Linked DNA regions of Lactuca sativa: regions 1 and 2 are each linked to region 3. The links are chromatin contacts, called in public Hi-C maps. All regions are on one chromosome and are shown on one strand. Each heading gives the region's core, a stretch centred on a gene start, on an enhancer-like site or on the middle of the called end of the contact. The rest is flanking DNA. Distances are from core to core; before and after follow the strand shown.

Region 1 (3,440 bases), core at 863-3,362, 140 kb before region 3:
AAATTAAATTAAAAATTAAAAACAAAATTGGTGGCATTTTTTTACCTTTTTAAAATTTCAAAAGATCAAGAACCTGAATATCCAAACACGGAGTCCCGAGCTTATAAGTTCTTGATGAACATCTAGCACAGATATAGGAGAATCTTTCCAATTCAAGTTTACCGCATTGCTTCAAAACAAAATTCAATATATTAACAAACAATCATAAAATATCATATTGAATAAGTTATTTTTAAAGATATGATCTTTATGTAAAAGTAGTACTTGCAAGTTTCCCATTTTCTTGATGTGTTGCTGTGGAAAACATGAAGGGCATTTTGGACCTCGGGTAAATTGAAGTAAATTGTGGAGTGTTGTTCGGTACAAGGATCATAACTCTGCCCAATGTGCCCGACTTTCTGTAGTACAACAAAATGTTTCCATTAATACCCTTCTCACAAAATATAAGGCAAATTGAAGGAAATACTCACATGCCATCTTCTTAAAAGGCGTTTAGTGACACCAGTTGCAGTGCAAGGAGGGGTAAAAATGGAATACGCGTCGATATTACCCATTTCTTCATAAGCTATATCAACTATTTGGTCACATTCACGTGATGGATGAATAAAAGATTCCTTGTCACATAATTCGTTTGATTTCTTGTAAGTTTGATCTGAAATCAAGCCAGCTGCCCACATAAATTGGAAAAGTCCAACATGATCACTATAATCATCTGTTAGGGCATTTCCCACCTTCAACAAAAAAAAATTAATTAAATTATGCAAGATCAACTTTAATATCTTTTGTAACAAGATTGGGTCAGAGAGAAATTACCATGTAACCCTTGAGATTAATTGGACTTTTTGAATTTTCTTTGTTGTATCTCACAATGGCTTGGCTTAGTTGAGGAACATAATGTCCTAAAAGAAATAACATTATTGACTTTTGAGGTCAAACTAAGTATCCATTGTACTTCAAATTGAGATTATGATGAATGATGTTTTATTCTTATATGTTACAATCACTTACCTGCATAGCTTTCGCCTGCAATATAGAAATCCCTTCCTTTAAATTGAGGAAATCTTTCAAGCCAATTCAAGAGAAATTGAAGTGAATCCGCAGCTGCAACACAACAGTATATGAGTTCAATTCCATTCATTTCTCTCATGGAATGGAATCTCACATTCCAATTCCTTCTCTGCAAACCAAACGTGACTTAAAGGTTTGAAGTTATACCAGTTCTTTTATCTCCATTGTTCAAGATATCTGAAGTGGTATTTGAGTAAGAATATCCAACTCCAGCAGGGGAATCAAGAAACAACAAATTTGCCACTGCAAATAGTTAACGATTATTAAACGAAGTTTTCAATAATAAACTGATACTAAATTTGGTAATAAAAAATGTAAACTCCTACCAGTGTTCCAAGAATACGGGTTCAAATAAACCGACTTTCCATCTTTATTGACATGAAATGGCCCGACTTCTTCAGCCATCCCATATGCAATTGATGAACATCCAGGCCCTATAGAAACAATCTAGATCAGCAACTCAGTTCGTATTATCACAAGATCATTAAAATAAGCACATATATTACACTTCCAATCAATACGAATTCCTATTGTAATTTTTTAACCAATAAATATTGCTGATCCAAAGCCCTAACATCATTCGAATCCAGATTTACAATGATCAAGCAGAATCTGTATTTAGAACAGGAATACCTGAAATAAATACATCATAGTAAGTAGCTAACCTCCATTGAGCCAAAGAACAAGAGGTTTGGAAGCAGGATCCTCAACAGCTTCCGTCAACCAGTAAAACAGAGCTCTCCCGGATTCTTCATTAACAGTAACATACCCAGCATAGTGTGCAAAGTCGACATTGAAACTCTGACCAGGCAAGTTCGAAACCTGGTCCAACTTCTGTTGAGTAATCGGGTCTGAAACAGACAAAGCTACGCTACTAACTGAAACGAAGACGAAAAGAAGAAATCCCCAGTTCCAAATTGGCATTTTGATTTAGGGTTTAATCTGGAATTGGGAAGAAGATGAAGATTGATTGAAAGCACCGAGGAGAAGTTACATATATAGATATTATTATATTGTGTAGTGGAAGATGATGTTGGTAGTGATCGGGTAACTTTGCTCAGACGGGACCATACCCTTTTCTGGTAGTAGTTTGTTGGAACGTTAACTTCCCGTTACGGAATTGGGACGTTACCGTTAATTCCACTGTTTAGGGGCCCCAAAAAATATTAAATGAAAATTCTATTATAATTTTTGGAAAGGAATAATATTTAAAAGTTTATCTCAGCTTCATGGATATTTCTTGATGTGCCTATTTCTTAATAAGCATTTCACATCCTTTGACGACTATGTATTTATGGTATTTTTTTTAACAGAAAATGAAGCTATATATAGCCTACAAACGGATATTTTGTTTTAAAAGGTTTTTTTACCTTCTTTTAAGTACTCTAAGGACATAAAATCAACTTTTACGTGTTAAAATAGTTATTATTGACAAAATGAAGGGTGAACCGATCATTAAATTGAAGATAAAATAAATAATTCATGTATCTGTTTATTTTCATACCTTGCATCTATAATGAAATACTAAACATATTTTTCCAACAATATATTTCGTCATTTAAAACATGTAACATGAGTAAATGACTTGACGGGAACATGTATAACTTATGTGCATGCATGCAATGTTACAAACCACGTTTTAACATTATTATGTTTTCATAAAAGTGAACTAATCTCATGTTTAGATTGGATTTTAAACTATTAGTATATAGGAAGATTTCACAATACCCATGAAGATCACATAAATGTATTATATCACTAAATATATACACACATATAATCTCACTAGCACTATTTCCAAAATAGTAGGTAAGCCATATGAGCCCTATTACCCCTAAGCTTAATAAAAACTCCTAGCTTTTTTTTTTCGATGCATCCAAAAATGGTGTTATAGAATAAAAAATTAAATAAAATTATATACTTTCAACAATAAATCACATGCTACTCAAACACCTCTTGTATACTATTTGAAAGTCATTATTTCAAGTATTTTGGAAAACAATAATAAACTTTTAAGAAAACAATTAGCCAAAATAGGTCCCAAATAGTTAAGTGTTTACATTTAAAATGTTTAAAATTGTCAAGATACAAAGATAAAGTAAGCATATTACAAACACAAAGATGTATAACGGTTGAGCTCCACATCGAGAGCTTACTTTATTTCGATGGATTACTTTGTTTAATCGATTTATCTTTCAACTATAATCTACAAGAAACACGAGAAGCCTTTATGATAGACTTGAAACCTTGTCTTAGTATAATGGGATCAAACTCACACTCTCTTGCTGTTACAATTGTCATCTAGAAGCTACCACTCAACTAGATACTACAAAATGAAGTATTTAGGTTGAGGGAATAAAAAAAATTGCGTG
Region 2 (3,311 bases), core at 35-2,534, 220 kb after region 3:
TAGCAATGGCGAGACCGGTCAGGATTAGAAGTCGAACGGAGAGGATAAATCGCCGAAGACAGATGTCTCGATCAGTTCAGATCCGTCGGAGAAAGGTGACGCGGCGGTGGAGATCTATCCACCGCCGAAGCTTGGACAGTTCTACGACATCTTCTCATTCTCTCGTCTCAATCCAATGTATGTCCCTAACGAGTTCAAACCTAAATTTCATTTTATTGTCCAGGTTTTATAGCTCGCGTGTTGTTTTTACATTTATATTTACAGACATCAGGAGACCCGGTCATCCGTTTCTCGAAGATAAAACCGACGACGATTTCTGCTAAATCGATGTGAGCATCAGCTATTTTTTTAGACATGTTCATAGTGTTGCTAGATTGTAAATTTGTAATCTAGACATATGTGGCTATTATTCACAGATCTAACATCTAAAATGTTATACAACAGGCACACAAAGCTCTTATGAAAGCTTTCATCGATCACAATAATGAAGGTAAACTTACCAATCACTGACTTAGCATCATAACTTCTTCACAAGTAAACGGTTTATATTTGTTACAGGTCGGGAATCTACCTTACGGATTTCAAGCGAACATATAGTTGTGGCAGACAATCTCCTCAAATGGCCCGATTGATTCGATTTTGCCTGAGGAGAGCATCAGAGATTTGGTTATTAGGATCACAAGAGATGTGTGTGATGCAAGCACAAAGTTAATTGGATGCAAAATATGTGCAAAAAGAAAATTCAACAGGTGAGATTTCAACAGAAGAAGAACCAAAGCAAGAAGATGACGAACATAGAAAAAAAATGTTGATGAAAGGATTCGATACAGTAATAGAACCAGAAAGTGTTAGATGATAAGAATACAGCCTCCGAATCTCCGATTGCCATTAATAATCTTCAATTTGTAAAAAATGTTTACGAAGGAAAAACCAAAATTACCATAAACAAATAATAACTAAATTATCTCACAAAATCTGTTTTTGAAAAATAAATGACTATTTTATAATAATTAAAAAAATATAATTTCGTTATATCTATATATTAGTGACTGACTTTTGTTAAAATTACAATAATATTTTGGAAACTAACAAACACATCCCCAAAATTCTTCTAGAAAGTAGTTTTGTGGTTCATGTGAACAGAGAGAGAGAGAGAAGACGAGAGGCCTGAAAATAGCCATCCACCCAGCCATTACATTCTTCAAATCAATCCATCTTGTTACTTGTACGTACTTGCAAAATCTTCTCTCTCTTCTCTCTGTGTGTGTTTGTGTGTGTGTGCGTGTCACCTTATCCTATCATCTCTTTCCCTTCTCTTCTTCCCCCTCTCTCTACCACTCCACCATAATTTATCAATCCTCTCATTGGCCCATCTCCTTAGCTACTATTTCCTACTTCTACTTCTACTTCTACTTCTACAGTTCTACTTCTACTTTCAATTCCTCTCAATTCTCCATTCAATACATGCTCTTCACTCCTCACCAAATGCATCCTGCTTTTTAATTTCTAATTTACCATCACTTCCAATTCCAGAAGTTTCCATTATCCAGAAAATCCAAAATTCCTATCCATAGTTTTACTTTTGTGCGTTTCAATTTGAGTATGAATCTATAAGGACTCTTGAGGGAAATTCACATCGTGATTGTTGTTGTTACGTTAGCCTGAAGAATATTAAATTTTGATTAATTAGTTTAGCATTGTCGTTTTGTTGATTGAATTGGCTGTTTTCTTCTTCTTCTTCTTCTCTGTTCGTTGTTGGTTGTTGATTGGATTTGATTATGGCGCCGAAAGCTAGTAAAGGAAAACCTCACAAGGCTAAGGGAGAAAAGAAGAAGAAGGAAGAGAAAGGTACCTTATTTGTGTTTCCGCCATTTTTAAACCACAACAAATGCTTTCAAAGATACAATTTCAGAAGACATAATCTAATCATTGGTTATGCTATTATTTCAATTTGCTTGCAATCAGATTTAATCTGTCTCCTGCACTTTTTGATTTATTATATTATCATTATAAATATCGATTTTACAGTTACAGCATAAAAATGATAATTTTTTAATATATATATTTTTCTAAAAAACTAACACCTTAAAAAAGTAAAAATTAAAACCATTCATTAATGGATAATATTAAAATTAAATTTGGCAGGTAACATCGATATGTATAATGTTTTTTAAAGCATAACAATGATAATCTTAATAAAAATATTAAACCATTCCTTAATACATAATATTAAAAAGAAAAAAAATTCAAAGATTTTGTTTTTTTCTAAATTTCGTATTTGTATTTCAGCATGTATGTATATGTTTAGAGTATATACAAATGATAAATTTTAGTATATTTTTTTGGAAAAAATAAAATTACCATTCATCAATTAATATTCACATTCATTAATGAATGATTTTTTTTTTTTTTTTTTTTTTTTTTTTTTTACTATTTAGGATTTTTTTTATTAATTTTCTTGAATCATAAGTGGTATTTGTATTGCATATGGAGCCCACAGAGATGAAGGTAGGTTGAAACTTGATCGAACTTAGAGGGGAGGAATGTTTGTCGTAAAAAAAGAGTGACAATTTGCTCATTTTAAACAAATTACATGGTGTTGACTAATTTGATTTAAATTATTATTATCATCATTATAAGTTTTTGGTTGCTTTTGCTTTATTGGTATTATATGGATACTTCTAGTCTCAATGATTGTGGGTGGGGTGCGATGAATGTTTTTATATATTAATCTTAACTTGTCTAAAAAATATTCTTGTTACTATTATTTGTCATAGTTTGAAATACCGAGTAACATTCTTTGTTTGACAGCATTACCAACGGTGGTAGAAATAGCAATAGAAACGCCTGATGACTCCACAGTGACACTTAAGGTAAGCCCAATACAAAAAGTAATCGGTTCTTTTACTTGGCTGCGATTAACAAACATAGATAGTCTTTACTATCTTTATATCGGTTTTGACTGACTTTTTGTATTTTGATGATATTAGGGAATATCTACTGACAGAATATTAGATGTTCGAAAGTTGCTAGCAGTACATGTTGAGACATGTCACGTGACCAACTACTCTTTAACGCATGAGGTAAATGTTAATTAGTAAATATTTCTTGTTTCTCATCAAAGTCAAAATAATTGATTATGCATAAATTTTTGCTTTATACACAAGTTACAGTGTGTTTTATCGTATAACTGGGCATTGGTAAAAGAACTTCGAAAATACTTTTATTGTTTTTTAATAGAAGTCAAGATTCTTTTGTGTATATAATCAAGTTTGGGGCAACGTAAACGATAAAGTGTTATGAAAAATATT
Region 3 (3,391 bases), core at 512-3,011:
AGATGTCGGGATGCCATTGGTTGGAAGCTCGACGGCTGACAACATGGTACAACTTCCGAAAAGTGAGGGAGATGAACATGGCAAGATTAGGGATCGTGTGATGGAATTGCAGAATCTTCTAGAAGAAAAGTCAAATGAGTTGACTGAAGTCGAAGCTAAACTTCAGGCTGCAATAGAGGAGGTAGGAAAGCTTGGTCGGGATTTGGAAATTAGCCGGAAGCTTCTAGATGAATCTCAGGTAATGTCGGTATAATATAACCTAATTCCAAATTTTATGCTTTGTTTAAAAAAAAAAAAAAAAAAAAAAAAATTTGGTAATTTTGCAGATGAATTGTGCACATTTAGAGAATTGTCTTCATGAAGCACGAGAAGAGGCTCAAACTCATCTTTGTGCAGCGGATAGAAGAGCATCCGAGTATAACGCATTGCGTGGGTCCACCTTAAAAGTTCGCAGCCTTTTCGAACGTCTTAAAACATGTGTCTCAGCAGGTGGCATAGCTGGTTTTGCTGACTCACTCAATTCTTTAGCTCAATCTCTTGCCACGTAAGTCAAAATTTCACATTTATCTAAACCGTTTGGCTTAAATATAACCCTATTTATTTTATTTTTTTCTTTTAATATAAAATTCTCAGTTCTGCAAACGAAAATGGGGATGATGGTACTGCTGAATTCCGCGAATGTGTTCACGTGCTCGCTAAAAAAGTCGGTATTTTAACACGACATCGAGCCGAGCTTATTGATCAATTCACAAAAGCCGAGGCATCTCACGAACAGCTTACAAAAGAGTTGGAAGAAAAGAAAGAACTAGTCAACACTTTATACATCAAACATCAATCCGAAAAACAGGTTACGTTTTAATTTTTTTCTTGTCAATATTTTAACTTATAGTAATAAACTCGAATAATAAAACTTTGGTTTACTTTTTGAACCAGGCTAACAAGGAAAAGATATCTTTTGGGCGTTTAGAGCTCCATGAAATTGCTGCATTTGTGCTTGATAAATCCGGCTACTACAAAGCAATAAACAGGAACTGTAATCATTACTATCTTTCTCAAGAATCAGCCGCCTTGTATGCCGACAACAGCCGCCAGCAGCCCGCCTATATTGTGGGCCAGATTGTGCATATTGAGAGACAAACTGTGAAGGAGGTTAATAGTGGTGATGGAAACCCGTATGGTTTAGCAGTTGGGTGTGAGTTTTTTGTTGTCACGGTGGCGATGTTGCCGGAAACCGCCGTTCCCCCGCCACCTGCCGCTGCTTCCTGATCTAAGATGTCCGGTGGAGATATGATGGAAGAAATGTGAAAGATGCGGGAGGAAGTGTATATATATATATATACTACTTGACTTGTTGATGGAAATTTTATGTTTGATCGCTTTCTCCCACTTATTTGTATATAAATTCTCTCTTTATATAAAAAACTTTGTATATATTATCTTTTGATGTCGTTTGTTTCGTAACATAATGTTTTATATCTTTAAAAGGCCAAAAGTAACGCAAAATATTTATGAAAATAGAGCTGTTTTTGACGTATAATTTATTACTAGTATTAAATAGATGATGAAATTGCCATTTGTCGGAAATAGAAATAATCTAAAGAACATAATAAAAAAAAAAGTTGCGTCATTACAAGAATAAATGTTTTCTTTTTAAAGACAAGAAAATTAAAATCTTTACAAGTTGTTGGGCCCAATGATTGTTGTTTGAAAATGAATAAATTATATCGGGCCGGGCCTACAGGATGGAAAACTATAAATAGCGTCAAAGCCCTAGAAACCTCTTCATTTCTCTCTCAGTCTTGAAATTTCTCGATCAATTTCTTCCCCAACTTTACGAAAATCCATCTGTTGATTCGCCGATGTTTTCTTTCCTGACCCTTCTACATCGATATTTGGTTTTGATTCTCTAATTTATCCGGTGAGTTGTTATTCATTATCTGCGGATTTTTAAATTAGGATCGGAAAATTAGGGTTTGTTTGTTTGTGAATTTGTCGATGGTTCTCATCGTGTTTTCGGGTTTTGAATTGCTTGTACGATAAACGATCAATTGTAACTTACTATAAAGAGAGTGACGTATTCTGTTCTGTCTGTACCGCGTAACTCGAGAATTCTAGCTAGGGTTTGCAGCAATTTTTAGCGTCTTTTATTGCACGTTTCATCTTTCATTTCACAGAAGTAGAACAAACGAATCTTTATTGCACATTTAGGTACACGTTCTCCTTACCTCAATTGATAATGAACCTAAACTTATGCCTAATTGTGCTGAGCGCATGGGAGTTTGAATTAGCTTACACTTCGGATTTGCCATATAATTTGTGCAGGATACCATGTATCTCTGCTCACATTGTTATATCAAGTGTATCATCGTTACCCAATTTAAGGTCAAATTCTTGTCACTCTGCGACATTTTGGTTTTAGGTCCTTTTTACTTGATATGAAATGAAATGAAAATGTTGATAATGAGGATGGAGAATTGTGAAAAATGATAAAAATGAACCATAGCTAGGTATAGTTGCTGATTAATATGACACTATATTTCTAGTTTATTTATTTCAATGGGCTGCTATAAGTATCTGATATGTGTCTATAAGTTCATTTGTAACATCTATAGCACATCCATGCAGTGCTTTCTTCAGGACTACAACCATGGAGAAACTGGGAGAAGGGTCTTGTGGAGATAAGCATGGTGGGAAGGATGACTCAAAGACAAGTAAAAAGAGATCTGTTTACAATTTGAGGAGTAAAGATCCAAAACCTGAAGGTTCAATGGGTCCTCCAACTTATAATCTGAGGAATAAAGTTCAAAAAACCGAAGGAAAAAAGGCTTCAAAGGTTACCCAAAATAAGAAAACCCCAAAAAAGAATGGTTCTAAAGATTCTTCACCTGTTATACAGAGGAGGGTAGTTTCAGAAACTGAACTCAAAAGAACTTATCCAAAAATTCCTCCATTCCCAATTACAGATATTGGAAGTAAAAAACCTTTAACTACATCCATGGCTGACCATGACAAGAATCAACCTTCTTCTAGTCAATTGGAACCATTCTTCCATGATCCAGTTTATCATATCAGATGGGAAGGTATGTCCAAAAGATACATTTTTTCTTTTTTTATTAAAACATCATTGGAATTTATTTTATGTGGGTTTAGGGTTCAGTTGATTGACTGAAACTATGCTCTCAAATCATAGGTTATGAACTGGGAAGTGGGCATTGTGGACAGATCTGTGTATTATGCAACAAGGATCTTTCTTCTGCATTAGAATCTGATTCTGATGATGATGAAGAATCTGAATATAATGAAGATTCCTTATATGGTGATGACGATGATGATGGTGGTGTTGATTTAGGTTATTTTGATGAACGTGCACCTCCTCTTCTTCCTATTGTTG

What was found. A called contact is a pair of places that touch in the nucleus more often than the background predicts.
Region 1: a Hi-C map of leaf shows a contact between it and region 3, with 4 times the contacts expected there. The contact joins the promoter of LOC111906933 here to the promoter of LOC111906931 in region 3. A contact is called at or near these places in 2 of 4 Hi-C or Micro-C datasets (both in leaf).
Region 2: a Hi-C map of seed shows a contact between it and region 3, with 4 times the contacts expected there. The contact joins the promoter of LOC111906925 here to the promoter of LOC111906931 in region 3. A contact is called at or near these places in 2 of 4 Hi-C or Micro-C datasets (leaf and seed).

What each region holds. Positions count from the first base shown.
Region 1 is chr8:98,689,412-98,692,851 of Lsat_Salinas_v11, forward strand. It overlaps LOC111906933 (serine carboxypeptidase II-2), which reads right to left and starts at 2,113. Exons shown (of 10, transcript XM_023902722.3): 1 at 1,734-2,113; 2 at 1,395-1,502; 3 at 1,216-1,311; 4 at 1,009-1,101; 5 at 814-899; 6 at 471-731; 7 at 265-398; 8 at 74-169. The coding sequence starts at 1,992.
Region 2 is chr8:99,057,069-99,060,379 of Lsat_Salinas_v11, forward strand. It overlaps LOC111906925 (protein REDUCED CHLOROPLAST COVERAGE 2), which reads left to right and starts at 1,285. Exons shown (of 20, transcript XM_023902713.3): 1 at 1,285-1,848; 2 at 2,812-2,873; 3 at 2,991-3,083. The coding sequence starts at 1,779. LOC122195311 (a long non-coding RNA gene) reads right to left here and starts at 862. Exons shown (of 2, transcript XR_006185590.2): 1 at 1-862.
Region 3 is chr8:98,833,221-98,836,611 of Lsat_Salinas_v11, forward strand. LOC111906931 reads left to right here and starts at 1,762. Exons shown (of 3, transcript XM_023902718.2): 1 at 1,762-1,918; 2 at 2,626-3,080; 3 at 3,191-3,391. The coding sequence starts at 2,648. It overlaps LOC111906932 (autophagy-related protein 11), which reads left to right. Exons shown (of 6, transcript XM_023902719.3): 3 at 1-238; 4 at 327-544; 5 at 634-847; 6 at 934-1,436. The coding sequence ends at 1,266.